Regions from separate parts of the Mus musculus genome. Here region 2 is linked to region 1. The links are chromatin contacts, called in public promoter capture Hi-C maps. All regions are on one chromosome and are shown on one strand. Each heading gives the region's core, a stretch centred on a gene start, on an enhancer-like site or on the middle of the called end of the contact. The rest is flanking DNA. Distances are from core to core; before and after follow the strand shown. Region 1 holds the start of Hid1 (HID1 domain containing). Region 2 holds the start of Fads6 (fatty acid desaturase domain family, member 6).

The links. Capture Hi-C pulls out chosen DNA fragments and counts their contacts.
Region 2: a promoter capture Hi-C map of pancreatic islet shows a contact between it and region 1. The contact joins the promoter of Fads6 here to the promoter of Hid1 in region 1. A contact is called at or near these places in 14 of 39 promoter capture datasets (the 3T3-L1 cell line, 3T3-L1-derived adipocytes, embryonic stem cells and 9 more), 8 of 484 Hi-C or Micro-C datasets (CD8 T cells, ECoMG myeloid progenitors, Th1 cells and 4 more), 5 of 115 datasets of contacts at active chromatin or transcription factors (effector CD8 T cells, embryonic stem cells, intestinal villus epithelium and 1 more) and 4 of 9 other capture datasets (adipose tissue, liver, macrophages and 1 more).

The regions. Positions count from the first base shown.
Region 1 is chr11:115,363,464-115,371,300 of GRCm38.p6, reverse strand. It overlaps Hid1 (HID1 domain containing), which reads left to right and starts at 3,545. Exons shown (of 19, transcript NM_001346774.1): 1 at 3,545-3,757. The coding sequence starts at 3,692.
Region 2 is chr11:115,294,096-115,301,932 of GRCm38.p6, reverse strand. It overlaps Fads6 (fatty acid desaturase domain family, member 6), which reads left to right and starts at 4,371. Exons shown (of 6, transcript NM_178035.5): 1 at 4,371-4,619; 2 at 5,229-5,395. The coding sequence starts at 4,457.

The DNA of each region.
Region 1 (7,837 bases), core at 2,296-4,795:
ACCATCTCCCTGCCTGCTCCCAGTATTCAGGTTTCTGTCCCTCCTGCATCAGCCAGGACAATTTGTTAAGACCTAATGTCATCTGATGACGTCATTTCTCCACTTCAAAGGCCTTTTTAGTGGTTGTGCCATACAATTAGAGTTTATTAGTTTGTATGTAGTCCTCTAGGGTCGGCTCCTGGGCTATCTCAAGTGTTATCTCCCATCGAAGTCTCCCTCCAACCAGGTCTCTGGACATGAGTCTCTCTAAGCTCCAGGCCTTTCTGCGGCTTGCTCTCCCTAATGGCTGGAAGCTGAAAATTTTCCACTTGTCTGTGTAGATTTCCTTCTGTTTCATTCATATTCCATGGCCGAGCTTTCCCGAAACTCTGTCACCGGCTTTTCTCAATCTTCTGCTTTCAGTGGGTTCACCTGATTAGCAGGAAGCAAGGCAGGAGTAAAGTGGGGTGTTCATTCCAACTTTCCTTTTCTTTGTGGAGACTACAGCCCAGGCTGGGGGTTCTTCTCTGGTGGGCTCCCTCTCCCTGGGCACTGGCAGCTATTCCTTCCTTTGCCCCTTAATGGTCTCAGTAACCTGTTCCGACCCCATAGCGCTTCCCTGTGAGAAACCTCTCTCGAGTAATCCCTCCTCCATCTGTTTCCAGCCTGTCTAACATTCTCAGTCACCTTCCAAGCTTCAGCCTAGACTCTCCTCCTCAGCCACTTTCTTTCTTATCTAGCTCTACCAGGGCCCTGAGTAGAGATTGACTTTCAACGTCATAGCTCTCAATGTCTTGATTTATTGGCAGTAGAGACATGTACAGCTTAGGCCCTTGCCTCCTTCAATGGTACCCGGCACTTAATAGGATCTGAGTCAATGTCTGCCGGATGAATGATGGTTGAATTTAGAGAAAGGACTCCGGAGAGGGCCACAGGAGCCACTGACCAGTGAGTCTTTTATTCTGGCCACAAAACAAGGACATGACATGCTTTCCCATAGCCAAGAACCTTCCAGAAGATTGTCACATTGATAAGAAAAGAGTAATTTCTCTACGTGTTCAGAGGTCCAATTTTATTTACTGATGGTGCCTTTATGCAGACAGATTGTTTTCTGAAAGTGTTTACTATGAAAATGTTTACATGTATACAGTCGTAGAGAGACTGGTTTCCTGAGTTAGTTTCTTTGCCGCTTACAGCTTTTATTTTTCTTTATTTTTGTAGGGCTGGGGACGGAACCCGGCATCTCCTGCATGCTAAGCAGGCAATCTGTCAGCTAAGCAGCTCCCCATGTTCCTTGGCCTTCATTTTAAAAGTCCAGTTTATTGAGGTGCAGTTTATATACAGTAAAGCTCACTCCCTTGAGGCCTATTGTTATGAGAAAAATCAAACAGAAAGTTTTCATTGCCCCACTAAGTTCCCTCCTTATCTTTCTCAGTCCACCCTTCCCACCTCTGGCTCCCAGCAACTGCTGGCTTGCTTTCTGCTCCCACGGCTCCACCGTTCCCCGAATGTCTATAAATGATAATATAGTATATTATAGCCAGGAGGGGGGCAGTGTATAACTGTAATTGCAACACTGAGGAGGTGGAAACAGGAAGATCAGAAATTCAAGGCCAATCTCAGGTACATAAAGAGTTCCAGGTCAGCCTGGGCCACAGGAGATCCTGTCTGCAAATAAGCAAAGAAACAAGAAAACTTTATATTCAGCTAATACCTGATCCACCAACCAACTAAGCCAGAGGCAGATTAATTTCTGTTATCTTAGGCAAGCTGAAGATTGGAATTTGATAGTCTCACTGGGACTCTCTTGAAAGCCCACAGGTCAGTGGTGTTGGTGCCAAGTGCTGGTCCACAGATTCTCAGGTATTATTTGTTTGAGATGGGGTCTTGCTGTGTAGCTCTGACTGGCCTGGAACCAGCTATGTAGAACAGGCTGGTTTTGAACTCAAAGAGACCTGCCTGCCTCTCCCTCTTGTGTGCTAGAATTAAAGGCCTGTGTTAGCATACTTGGCTTGGTGCTATGCTTTTTTTTTTTTTTTTAAACTGAATAAAGAAACCATTCATTATCTCAGAGTGATTACAAAAAAAAAAGCCCTGGGGGCACACCCAGAATTTTGTAGGGACAACATACCTTTAGAGAAAAGCTAGAGCTACCCAATGCTGTGGCTTGTTCTGTGAGGTAGTGAGACCATGCCCTCTCTCTCTACCTCTACACCTGATCCAGCTGCCTTGATGGAGCATACTCCTTATTTTACAACTCCGGGATCCCCCTTTAGATTAAAGTCATGTTGTTTAGAACTATCCAGGATTCTCAGAAACTTCTAGACACAGTAACATGATTGTGTGAGGGGTGGGACACATACATCATACATGGCCCTGGCTGTCCTGCTGTCCTGGCTTGCTATGAGATATATATATATTAGATAAATACCAGATTATTTTGGATTTTGCCAATGCTGGTCTCAAACTCACTATTCACCAAGGATGACAGTCCCTCTTGCCTTCACCTCCTGAGTTCTGAGATCTCATATGTGGATCAACTATTTTTATTGGGTTGTCAGCTATTACTCTTAATTTAATAATTAGAGTGCTTGCCTAACATCCAAGAACCTCTTGGTTCAATCTACAGCACCCCATAATACCAAGGGTGATCATGGAACCTGTGACCTTGGTACTTGGGAGATGGATTAAAAAATTCATCACCAGTAACAGTGAGTTCGAGGCAAGCCTACGATAAACTCCTCACAAAACAAACACAGTGTACTAGGCTATACCATGGGTAAACTCCTTTCTTCTGAAACCAGGATCTGTGATGTTTATGTCATGTCCTCTACACTTCAAAGAGTTCTCAGGGAAGCCAGGGAGCTAGATAAGCGTCAAGACCCAAGGGATTTTTCACTGCTGAGCTGCCTTCCTGGAACAGGGACACTGAGTCAGCCCATCCTTCCACACAAGCAAGAGCTAAACCTTTTAAGGGTTAGAATAACTTCAAGGCTAGACACGTGGATTTGATAGGTCAGAAAGAGAAGCAAACAGAAAGAAAGGAAGGGAGGAAGAAAGAAAGGAGAGGAGAGGAGGGGAGGGGAGGGGAGGAGAGGAGAGGAGAGGAGAGGAGAAAAAGAAAAGAAAAGAAAGGAAAGGAAAGGAAAAGAAAAGAAAAGGAAAGGAAAGGAAAGGAAAGGAAAGGAAAGAAAAGAAAAGAAAAGAAAAGAAAAGAAAAGAAAAGAAAAGAAAAGAAAAGAAAAGAAAAGAAAAGAAAAGAAAAGAAAAGAGAAAAAGCAAGCAAGCTCAGATAGCAACAATAGTAGGAAAGCATGAACATCAGGTAGAGAGGATTGGAGGAGAAACTGCGGGTCTGAGCAGGAATGAAGAATGAAGGTGGAGGCAGGAGATGAGATACCAGGAGGGTTTCAGTCTTGCGGACTGAGGATCGAGGACAACACTCAGTTGCAGACGAAAGGACCAGGAGTTGGGTTCCACGGAGAACTCCGGACTTCTTCTTGGAGGCCTGAGCGGCAGGTGCAGAGGCGGGGCCTCGTGGGGGCGGATCTAAAGGCGGAGCCACAGGGGCGGGGCCGACGCCTGCGGCAGGCGGGGTTCGCAGCTTCGCTCCCCAGAGAGCAGCCGGGGCTGCGGAGCTGGAGCTGGAGTCACAGCCGGAGCCCGCGGCAGAGTCGGAATCCGGGGTCGGGCTGGAGCGGGGTCCATCGACATGGGATCCGCAGACTCCAAGCTGAACTTCCGGAAGGCGGTGATCCAGCTGACCACCAAGACGCAGGTGCGCCTGGGGGCCCAGCCTCTTCATCCACCTGCCGGCCCTGGGGGCAGGGCAGGGCCGGGGGGGCTGGGTGAACACGGTTCACCCGAGGGTGGGGTGACCGGCTAATCCAGAGGGGGATGCTGAAACAAGCACCGGAACGGGACTTTTCCTTTGTAACTAGGGCTCCATCCCTGCCTCTGGGAGCCCACCCTATGCCTACTCTCCCCTGGGAACACTCTCCCGGGCACTGCTGCTGCTGCCACCTTAGGCTGACGTGTGCCTACTCCTGGAGCCGGCGGCGACAACGTTATCCGCCCCCTGTCCCGCCCCCCCGGTGCCCGCAGCCTCGCTTAGCCAGCCTCTTCCCGCTCCCACCTACCCATCCATCGCCCCGCTGGTCTCCCTGCCCCTCAGTGCCCATGGTCCCGGACATACAGCCCCGGCTGACTCAATGCAAACAAAGCCGGGCCGGCGCCTGCCTGGGTTGGGGAAAACAGCTGGTGCGCGATGGCAGCGGTGGCAGCGGTGGCCTCTCTGGGCCCTGGCTGATGCCTGAGGGTAGGGAAGGCCCAGGTCTTCCTGGGAGCTCATAGAGTGGCAGGCAGCGGCAGCTGGGTAAGAGGAGCTGTCCTCAGGCCTAGGGAAGCCAGCTTTCCAGCTAGTGATGATCCAGGGGCTTCTCCAGGCCCGGTGGAGCTGATTGGCTGTGCTTTTTGGCACCCGGAATAGGGATTGGGGTTTCGGGGATGAGGAGATTATCATTGGTCTGTTGGAGAGGGAGCCATGGGTAACTCCAGTCCACACTCCCCCCCCCCATCCCCCGTGTCTACAAGTGTCACAGAAGCTGCCTCCTACCTTCAGCACACACCTCTTGACCCAGCAAGGTTCCTTCCCTGTCGTCCCTTCAATCTTTATTTCTGGAAACCAGGCTACTCTGGTTATGGAGATACCAGCAGCCTCTCCAAGGCCCTGCCTGTCAAAGGGCTCTGGACCTACTGCCATCTGGAACCCCACCCCCATCCGACTGTTCTCAGAGCTCTATATTGTTCTTGGCCAGTGTGAGTGGGATCAGGAGAGCTGCCTACCCACAACCAGCCAGTCACAGCCTCAGAGAGCCGACCACTACTCCCACACCCTGTTACCCACCTTGGGAAGGTCAGAGGCCGAGGAAAGGAATGCCAGGGCCTCTAGAGAGCCTGTTTCTATCTGAGGGGCACTTGGCGGAAACCAGAACTGCTTCTCTTTGCTTCCTGTGGCTTGTTCCAGAACCTCAGACGTGAGACTCTCCATCAGTGGGTAGCAGGAAAGGGTGGTGTGTGGTATTTTGCACAGTGTAGGGTGGTGAGAGCTGGGGGAGCGTCTCCCATGTTTGCCCTGCCTGGGGAGGGGCTGGCTTGCTGGAAGATGGTTTGGTGGGCTGAGCAGGTCCTTTAGCAGCAGGATTAAACCAGCTCTAGAAAGGTGGGCAGTGACCTGCTTAGGAACCCTCCCCCTGAATACTACATCAGTAGGTTTGTACCTGGTTGAGATAGTCTGTTCTCAGATGAAGACAGTTGCTTGGATCAGGGTCTAGAATAGATTGGAGACCCAGTGTGGACTACTCCCCTTCTTCCTCCCCCATCTTCCTCTTCCTCCTCCCCCTTCTCTTATCTCTCTTCTTCCTCTCCCATCTGTCTCCTTCTTTTCAGTTTATATTATTATTATTTTTGGTGTGTGTGTGTGTGTATACATGTGTATCATGTATATACATGAAGGTCAGAGGACAACAATGGGAGTCAGTTCTCTTCTTCCACTATGTGGGCCCTAGGGATGGAACTTAGGTTAGGCTTGGCAGCAAGCACAAATTATGTTTACCAAGCATTTTTACCAAGTGCCTTTACTGCTGAGCCATTCACTAGCCTGTGGGCCTTCTCATAAGCATGGGACTCTCACAAGTGGGTGGGGGCCAAAGCCTTGGACTCTAGTGATCAGCTTTGAGCAGCTGGGATTCAAGAATCTGGTCCGAAAAGGTCTTCCTGGACCTTCGAACTCAGTATCCCCAAGGGGCTGCAGATGTGATGGCCACAGGATGACCTCACTTCTAAGCCCTCCGAGGCTGTGCTTTGAGCAGTAGACAAGTGGACCTTACTGTAGCCTGGGTCTGAGCTCTTGCAGGTCAGCCTTCCCTGCCTTCCTGCCCTGCATCCTGTTTTCTTCCTGCCCTATTAGCCAGCCCTGGGCAGGGCTTAACCCTAACTCTGAGACCAGCCACATTCTTGACTCTTTCCTCACTTGGCTGGGGCCCCAGAGTGGGGCACTACAGGATCAGAGACTCTCCCCCAGATTCTGTTCATTGAGGATGCTCTGCTGCAGGCTAGGGTAAGAGCTGATAGGTGTGTGTTCACACGCATGCATGTGTGTGAGCCTAGAATAATACTTTGATCACCTGTCAGGACATATCGTCCTTATTGGGCTAGCTCAATGCTGGTTTTACCCCTTACCACTCCCACCCTAGAAGGAGACTGTGACAACCCCAGCTTGGGGCTGGAGAGATGGTTCAGTGGTTAAGAGGGCTCCAGCTACTCTTTCAGATGAAGAGTTTGGTTCACAGCACCCACGTTGGGGTGGCTCACAACTACCTGTGAGCTCTGGGGAGATCCAACACCTTCTGGCCTCTAGGGGCAGCCTCATGTATGTGTACACGCAGAGAGAGACACATATGCACATAAATAAAAAATAAAGTAAAAAAAATGTTAAAGCTACAGCTGGTCCCTCAGCCAATGCAAATGCCTAAGACCCAGTGGGATCAGGGGAGGAAGTGCAAGCTGAGGCTAACAATCATGAGGTCCTATGTTCAGTCTCCATAATGAGAGTGACTACAGGCTAGCCCCGGCTACATGAAAAAGGTGGGGGTAGATAGAAAGATAAATGCTTGTTTATGAAGGTTTTTTCCCCCCTCTGCTTCTAGGTTAGACCTCTAAGGCCCTCTTATGTCTCGTTTGGATTTCAGTTCCGAGGTGATGGTTGTCTAATGAACTAGGTCAGTGGTCAGCTCCATTTGTATTCAGCGGGGGCTTCGGCCCCTTTAAGGGATGCTGACTCCCTGAGAGGTGAGCTGAGTATTAGAGGCTTTCAGAGGTGCTCCTGATGAGGAGGATCTCCACAGGCCTTTCCTCTGAAATGTCCTTTCCCACTGCGTTCTGGCTCCAGGCCACCAGGACTGGTGAGGCTGAGGTCCAGCAAACCCCAGCTCCAGGGCCTCTCCTTTAGCCTTTGTTTACCTTTGGCTGACTTGCTCTACCAGTTCTGGGACTGAGGGTGCAGCCACAAGTTATCCTGGGGCTCCCCAGAATGGGGTGGAGGGTGGGCACTTTGGTGAAGCCTGCAGCCCCAGCCTTGGGTTTGGGCAGCCCCCTGGCACTCAGCCTTGTCAGGACCTCAGCTTCATCTGCCTCAGCTTTGAGAGCAGGGCCAATGCTGGGCTGCTGGGCTGTGAGGTGAGTGGATCTAGACCTGAGTCAGGAATGTGGGGTGTAGAAGTTGGGGCTGGAGGTTCCCAAAGGAGAGCATGCCTGTGTGGTGTAATGGTACACCCTGACCAAAGCAACTTGGGGTCAGGGCAGGAACTCCAACAGGGCAGGAACCTGGAGGCAGCAGCTGGTGTAGAGGCCATGGAGGGGGCTGCTTACTGACCTGCTCCCCATGGCTTGCTCAGCCTGCTTTCTTATAGAACTCAGGACCACCAGCTCAGGGATGACTCCATCCACACTAGGCTGGGCCCTCCCCGTCAATTACTAATTAAGAAAATGCCTCACAGCTGGATCTTATGGAGGCACATTGATTGATTGATTGATTGATTGAGACAGGGTTTCTCTGTGTAGCCCTGGCTATCTTGGAAGTGACTATGTAGTGCAGGCTAGCCTCAAACTCGGAGCTCCACCTGCCTCTGCCTCCCAAGAGCCGGGATTAAAGGCGAGCGCCACCACCGCCCAGCTGGAGGCATTTTCTTAATTGAGGTTCCCTCTTCGCAAATGACCCCAGCCTGCATCAAATTGACATCAAACTATCCATCCCAGCGGAGAATTCTAGAAGTAAAATTTATCATGGAAAATGGTTGCC
Region 2 (7,837 bases), core at 3,122-5,621, 70 kb after region 1:
TGGGGTTTTCAAGATAGGGTTTCTCTGTGTAACCTTGGCTGTCCTAGAACTACCTCTGTAGAGCAGGCTAGACTCCAACTCAGAGACTTTCCTGCCTCTGCCTTCCAAGTGCTGGGACTAAAGGCCACCACCACTGGCTAGCAAGAAATTTATTTATTTATTTATTTGCCTTTATTCTGTTTAACTACGAGGCTCATTGTTTGTTCTGCCCCTCCACACCCCCATATCAGGAATTAAGTTCAGGGCCTCATGCATACTACCCAAGTACTTTCCCACTGAGCCACGTATCCTGCTCTAAATACTTTACTTTTAAAATATTTTTCATTTTAGGGCTGGAGAGATAGTTCTGTGGTTAAGAGCACTGGCTGCTCTCCCAGAGGTCATGAGTTCAATTCCCATCAACCACATGGTGACTCACAACCATCTTTGTAATGAGATCTGGTGTGTCTGAAGACAACATCTTCTGGAGTGTCTGAAGACAGCTACAGTGTACTCATAAATAAGATAAATAAATAAATCTTTAAAAATATATTTTTCCTTTTAAAAAGATTTACTTATTTTATTTTGTGTATTTGAGCATTTGGCTGGATGTATGTTTGAGTGTGTGTGTGTGTGTGTGTATGTGTGTGTGTGTGTGTGTGTGAGAGAGAGAGAGAGAGAGAGAGAGAGAGAGAGAGAGAGAGAGAGAGATGCCTTTGGAGCTCAGAGAAGAGAATTAGATCCCCTGGAACTGGAACTATGGGTAGTTGTGAGCCACTGTTTGTGTGCTGGGAACGGAACCCAGGTCCTCTACAACACACAGAAAAAACAAGTGCTCTCAACTGTTAAGTCCTAAACTATTTTATTTAAAAAACAGAATTGCATAGACTGGAAAAACGGCTCAACCATTAAGAGCTTGTATTGCTGTTACAGAAGACCTGAGTTGGGTTTTTAGTACCCATGTCCGGCAGCTCACGACTGCCTGTAACTGCAGCTCCCGGGGTTCTAGTGCCCTCTTCTGGTGCCTGAAGGTATCTGCACTCATGTGCACATGCCCCCCCCCCCACACACACACATACACATAGACAAAACCACAGAGAGACAGGCATACACACACAGACACACACAGAGACATACACAGACACATACACAGTGCTAAAAAATAAAATGAAATCTTTTTAAAAAAGATTTATTTATTTTATGCATATGAGTACAACATAGCTGTCTTCAGACATACCAGAAGAGGGCATCAGATCCCATTAAAGATGGTTGTAAGCTACCATGTGGTTGCTGGGAATTAACTCAGGACCTCTGGAAGAACAATCAGTATTCTTTTCTTTCTTTCTTTCTTTCTTTCTTTCTTTCTTTCTTTCTTCCTTCCTTCCTTTCTTCCTTTCTTCCTTTCTTCCTTTCTTCCTTTCTTCCTTTCTTCCTTTCTTCCTTTCTTCCTTTCTTCCTTCCTTCCTTCCTTCCTTCCTTCCTTCCTTCCTTCCTTCCTTTCTTTCTTTCTTTCTTTCTTTCTTTCTTTCTTTCTTTCTTTCTTTCTTTCTTAAGATTTATTTATTTATTTTATGTATTTAGTATTGCTCTCTTCAGACACACCACAAGAGGGCATCAGACCACATTGCAGAGGTTGTGAGCCACCATGTGGTTGCTGGAATTTGAACTCAGGACCTTCGGAAGAGCAGACAGTACTCTTACCTGCTGAGCTATCTCACTAGCCCATGGACATATGTTTTCATTCCTGTCGGGCAGCTGCCTGGGAGCTGAATTGCTGGGTCATACCGTGGGTATATATTCAACTTCTACAAAAGTGTCATTGGGTTAGTGACACTTATCTGTAATTCCAGCACTTGAGAGGCTGAGGCAGGAAGATTGTGAGTTCAAGGACAGCCTCAGCTACATGGTGAGACTCAATTTCAACAAACCAAGGGCTAGAGTTATTATAGTCCAGTGATAGGCTTGCCCAGCAGGTGCAAGGCCAAGGTTTGGATTCTCAAGCCACAACAGAACAAAACAATACCCAAAGTCCTGACAGTTGGTAGCCCAGTTGCTGTGCAGTCTTCCTCAGAACTGAGTTTTGACATTCATTTTAGGCATGTTTCCTGGATGTGTTCATGTTTCCCCAGGCTACTGACCTGAAGCCTGCTGGTCATTTGTGTATTTCTTTGTGTATTTCACAGGCTGTTTACATCTCCTCTGTCCCTGTACATTTTACAGCCTCAGCCTCTTCTCCTGCCATGGTACCTTTTTGCTTGGCTATCTTGAGACATTCCTTAGATTCTTCTTCATCTCTTCCTGATATAGACAAGCCTCCCTAAACACATTACACAATCCCCTCCCCTGGTCTAAAGCCCATGGTGGCTCCTGTAGCCTCTAGAGATAAGCCTCACCATCTCTACCTGCCAGTCAAGATACCTCCAGCCCCTGGTACCAGTCTTCCTTTCCTGCCTTCCATTGATTTTTCTCTGCTCTTGCCCCTCCCCCCGCACCCCTATGCCTTGAGAACGTAGAATACCCTGTGCCTTTCCTCAGTCAAAGCCCTTCAAACCAAGCTCAGCCATCTCCAGAAAGCCGTTGGCTCACTCCACCTCACACGCTGTCGGCCTCCCCCAAGCTCCTCTTTACTTTTGTAAAAATTGTATTTTCTCTTTTCGAGTCTTTTGCCTCCGTGCACATATGTCCACCACAGATGGGTCAGAAGAGGATGTTAGATTCCCCCCCCCCCCCCCCGGAAACTAGGGTCACAGAGGATTGTGAGCTGCCATGTGGGTTCTGGGAACCAGACCGGCCCTCTGCAAGAGCAGCAGGTGCTCTTAACTGCTGAGCCATCTCTCCAGCCCCCTCCTGCCAGCTCCTGACATCTTCGCAGCCTTTTCCCCCTTTAGATTGCTATTAGTGATGTATACCAGGGTAGCTGCGGCTTGGCAGCAGGCTTGGAAGTACCAGGAACTTCTATTTATGATAAAGGCGGTAGGATCCCTCTATGCCCCCAATTAGTCCCCCAATTAATCAAATCATACTATTCTCACTTCTAAAACTTGTGCATCTTCCTCCCTAAAAATTCTACTCTTGTGGTGGGGACTCTGGGTGGGACATAATGAGGGAGACTGGCGGTTCCCTTTCTCTGTCTAAAACAAGAGAACTGGACTTGGAGTTTAGCCATTCGGTAACTCTGGGGCCTGTCTGAGTTTGATCCCTAGGACCAAGATGTTAGAAAGAAAGGTCTGAACTACACAAGTGGGTGTCATTTTTACAGGGTGACATGGGAATACACAAAGCCTAGTAAATGTCTAGAAGTGGAGGACACGGGTCTGCTCAGGACCTCTTGATCCTGTCCCTTCAGAAAGAATGTCAGGTCCCAGTATGTGGGATGCTGGGCAGGACAGTAGGTTTGAGACCAGCCTGGGCTACATGGCCAGTTGAGAGAATTGTGTAGCCAGAGGATGGCTTCACACATGAACTTGAAGAACATAGCTGAATCTGTGAAGGAGAGTACCAGGAGAGAAATTCAAGCCATAGCTCGCTCTCCCTCACTCGTGCCCTACTGCCCAAGGGTCTCCTGGGAAAACACACACAGGACTCAGTCGGGTTTTTTTTTTTTTTTAAAGGGCTTTGAAATGAAACTGGGGGGAGTACTGTGAAGATGTAAAGGGGGCAGAGAAGGGAGTCAGGCGCTTATCCTCAAAGGACCACGCCAGCTCAGTCACGCTGGTGACAGTTGCGTCAGCACCGATGTTAGGGGAAGAGGCATTCTCAAGTCTCATGCTTGTCCCAGGCCCATTCAGACCTGGCTGTCCCCATCCAGTGGAGCTGGAGAGACATTCTAGCAGTATGTCTGCCTACCCAGTGGTGAACTCAGGACATGTTTTCTCTGTATCTATCTACCCATTACCGGGCTGCAAAGCCACCTCCCTACAAGTCACTTCTGCTTAAAACCAGAGCAAACTCCCTCCGCCCCCATGTTAACTATCCTCTGAACTCCGCGTGGACACATCTACACATACAAATTAATAATTTAATGAGATAGAAATACTTGGGTTTGGGGACTAAGAACGCACAACGAACCCGAGATGGAGACTGAGAGGAGGTGGATGAACAGTTAAGGCCTTCGGGGGTCTGCTACTTTGTCCCAGTCCTGTTCCCTCTACCCCAGGTTGGTCCTTGTCTCAGGGTCATCTCCCCACCCCGCGCACCACTCTGGCTCCTCCCTCCCCAAGCTGCCCTGGTATCAAGGGCTGGCGGGAGAGGCTGCTTCTAGGCCCCGCCTAGGTCACGGGTCATGGCTGTGCGTGGCAGAAGGTACCCCGCGCCTCCCACGGTGACCTCAGGCTAGTGGTGTCCCAGCCAGATGCGTGACTCCGCCCCTCCGCTCCTCCCCTCCTCCCCGCGTGTTCTCTCCGGCGCAGCAACCGAGCTCACACCCGAATCCCGGGTCCTCCTCGCTTGTCCCCAGCTCGGTGAGTCCAGGGAACCCATGGAGACCGTTCGTAGTGCGCCTCCGGGGGACGGCGCTGCTGAGGCGCTGCTGAAAGAGCTGGAGCGTCAGGTGCAGGATGTGGTGCGGGCGAGCTCGTGGTGGGAGCGCCACGGTGTGGACTGCGCCATCCTCGCTCTCAGCCTGCTCGCCTTGCCGGCAGGTACGACGGAAACACAGAGACACGGGCTGCGGATGGGGGTGGCGCGGCTGAAGGTGGTGCAGGCTGGAAGGGAACCTCAGGACTTGAGGATCCTGGATCCCACCTCACTCTCCAAAGTCTAGCTGGGGGTGTTCAACTCATGTCCCGCTGGAGGTGGGAGGAAGTCCGATGCTTGAAAGTGGTGGAGGAAAAAGTTGCACAAGGAGCCGTGGGGAAGGGGAAAGTGAACCGGAAGAAGGGAAGAGCATGTTCTACAGGGGACACCGGAGATGGGATGAGTAGGACTGAGGAAGCCGGCTGCACATCTAGCGGTCTAATGGCTCTGTGACATCCAGTCCCCATCTCTGCTCTGGCGGGGGCTCAGGAGGGTGACCGGGCAGAACGAGGACAGCAAAATATCCTTGAAAAGCCCAGTGGGGATTTTTTTTGTGTGTTCCAAATCCCACGGAGAAAGTCAAACCACCCCTCTCAGGCCTTAGAGGAACCTGTCACAGGCCGAAGGCTGGCCCTCTTTGGCTCCGGATTTGGGAAAGTGTGTGTATGTGGGTCTGGACTCATATTTTCAAAAGGTGGCGAAAGATCCTGATCCCTGGTCCGTCCTCTTTGCAGGGTTCCTGTGCCTACGCGCCCATAATATCCTGGCCTTTGCCACGGGCATCACAATCTTGGGTGTGTGCCATTATACACTCACCGTCAAGGGCAGCCACCTGGCCACTCACAGTGCCCTCACAGAGTCCAAACGCTGGAGCAAGATCTTGATGATTTTCTTTTTGGAGGTGAGCCTGGCGGGATGGGGCAGTTGCTGGGCAACTCTGTGTGCCCATTCACATGGACAGGGAGCTGCCGCAGAGGGTGGGTAGATCCAAGTGTGTGGTGTGCAATACAGAGGGAGTGTGCATGTGCGTGTGCGTGTGCGTGTGCGTGTGTGTGTGTGTGTGTGTGTGTGTGTACCCGTGTATTCATCCAAGGCCTTGAGAGGAAGTTGGCGTTAATGAGCAGTTCGCATCCTATGTGTTCCGATATCTGTCGATGACGATGAACGTGGTTTATCTCATGATAATCTTGATAAAATTGACTGAGCAGCAGAAACATTTCTCCCCTCAAGGTATTCCTTGTCCTCCGACTCCTTTAGTCCTCGTCTTCTGTAGCACTAGGCCAAAGGTGGATGGAGTTTCTTCTTCCTTTCAGGAGGCCTCCTGCAGCTTGCCAGTTTTGCTCCGGGGCTGTGTTGCCTCACAGAAGCCTCCTGGTTCTGCAATCAGGGCTTATTGTCTGAAGGGGTGAACAGTGAGGTGGAGTCGGGGGTGTGTCAGGATGTTGGGGGGCAGTGTCACAGCGCTCCAGCTCTGCAACCTGCTCCACTTATGCCTGCTGATGGCTGAGCCATCTTGAGAAACTCTTTGCTCCTGTAACCTCCAGAAAGAACTCGGCTCCCTTCCTCCACCTCTCCTTCCTAGGCCTTCTTACCTGTGGGCCCACCAGGAAGGCAAAGGCCCCTGGACAAATCGTTCTTCAGGCCTTTCTAGATCCTCTATCAAACATGTTCTCTCTACTCCAGGGAACCCTCACCTAGCCAGCCGGGCCCCTTAGGGGTAGATGGAGAAGCTGCTAGGAACAGGAAAAGGTCTTACTCTGCGGACCAAGCAACACAATTGTTCTATCTTTCTATAAATTTATTTGTTTTGTACATGTGTGTGGAGGGTGTTGCATGAGGCATGGCATACCAGTGAAGGTCAGATGACAACATGTAACAGTTCTCAGTTTTGTTTGCTTTTTCTTTCTTTCTTTTATATATGTGAGTACACTGTCACTGTCTTCAGACACACCAGAAGAGGTCTTCGGATCCCGTTACAGATGGCTGTGAGCCACCATGTGGTTGCTGGGATTTGAACTCAGGACCTCTGGAAGAGCAGTCAATGCTCTTAACAGCTGAGCCATCTCTCCAGTCCTCAGCTTTCTCCTGCCACCTTTTGGGTCCTGGGATGCCGACCCAGGCCCTTAGGCTTGCCATTAAGTTTAACTCGCTGAGTGATCTTGAGAGTCCTTCTTTTTGTTTATGTGTAGATGTGAGTAACTGCCTGTCTATGTGTGCACTACATGTACACAATGACCATGATGGCCAGAGAGGGCACCAAAGAATCCCCAGGGCCGGGCAGTGGTGACGCACGCCTTTAATCCCAGCACTCGGGAGGCAGAGGCAGGCGGATTTCTGAGTTTGAGGCCAGCCTGGTCTACAAAGTGAGTTCCAGGACAGCCAGGGCTACACAGAGAAACCCTGTCTCGAAAAAGAAAGAAAGAAAGAAAGAAAGAAAGGAAAGAAAAGAAAAAAGGAAAAGAATTCCCAGGAACTGGAGTTCCATGTGGCTGTGAGCCATACGGCATGGTACTGGGATGGAACCCAGGTCTTCTGTAAGAGCAGCCATTACTCTTAACGGTTAAGCCATCTCTTCTGCTCCCTGAATCATCATGTAACTTTTTATACAACTTTATGCACACCACAGACACACACACACACACACACACACACACACACACACACACACGGAGACCTCAGGCAGCAGGAACAGACTCCTCTCGGGAGACAGGCATCAGTGAGACAGCTTGTTTAACTGGGGAAAACAAAAGCTATTTACACCTTTGCGGGTGGGTAGGAGCTATGGGGTGAATGTACAGCATTGGCCAAGGCCACGGTGCTGAGGATGTCGCCTTAGCATGAGGAGGAATTCCAGGCGCTGCTGGCCATGTCCTTATGAGGGGAAGGGAAACCTGGCTACTGGCTACTTGACCTCCTCAGGTGGGACAAAGGTGGGGGTGTGGCACAGGGCTCCATGCTCCGGGCCATGCAGGCTGATCTCCGGATGAGATTTCCAGGACACGCCTCAATCCTACTCTTGGTCCAGGCTTGCTTTCTTTGGTCCTATGGCTCCCTGGCCCCACCTATCAGGAGCACAGTAACTCTTGAGGGAAACATTTACTTAGGCTGGCTTATAGTTCAGAGGTTTCCTCCAGTATTGACATGGCGGGAAGCATGGAGGAGTCCTAGCAGACATGGTGCTGGAGACATGGCTGAGAGTTCTATATCTGGATAGACAGCCAGCAGGGAGAGAGAGAGGGAGACAGGGCCTGGCTTGAGCGTCTGAAACCTCAAAGCTCACTCCCAGTGATGCAATCCTCAACCAAGTCCACATCTCCTTAGTGGTGCTACTCTCTACAAACCT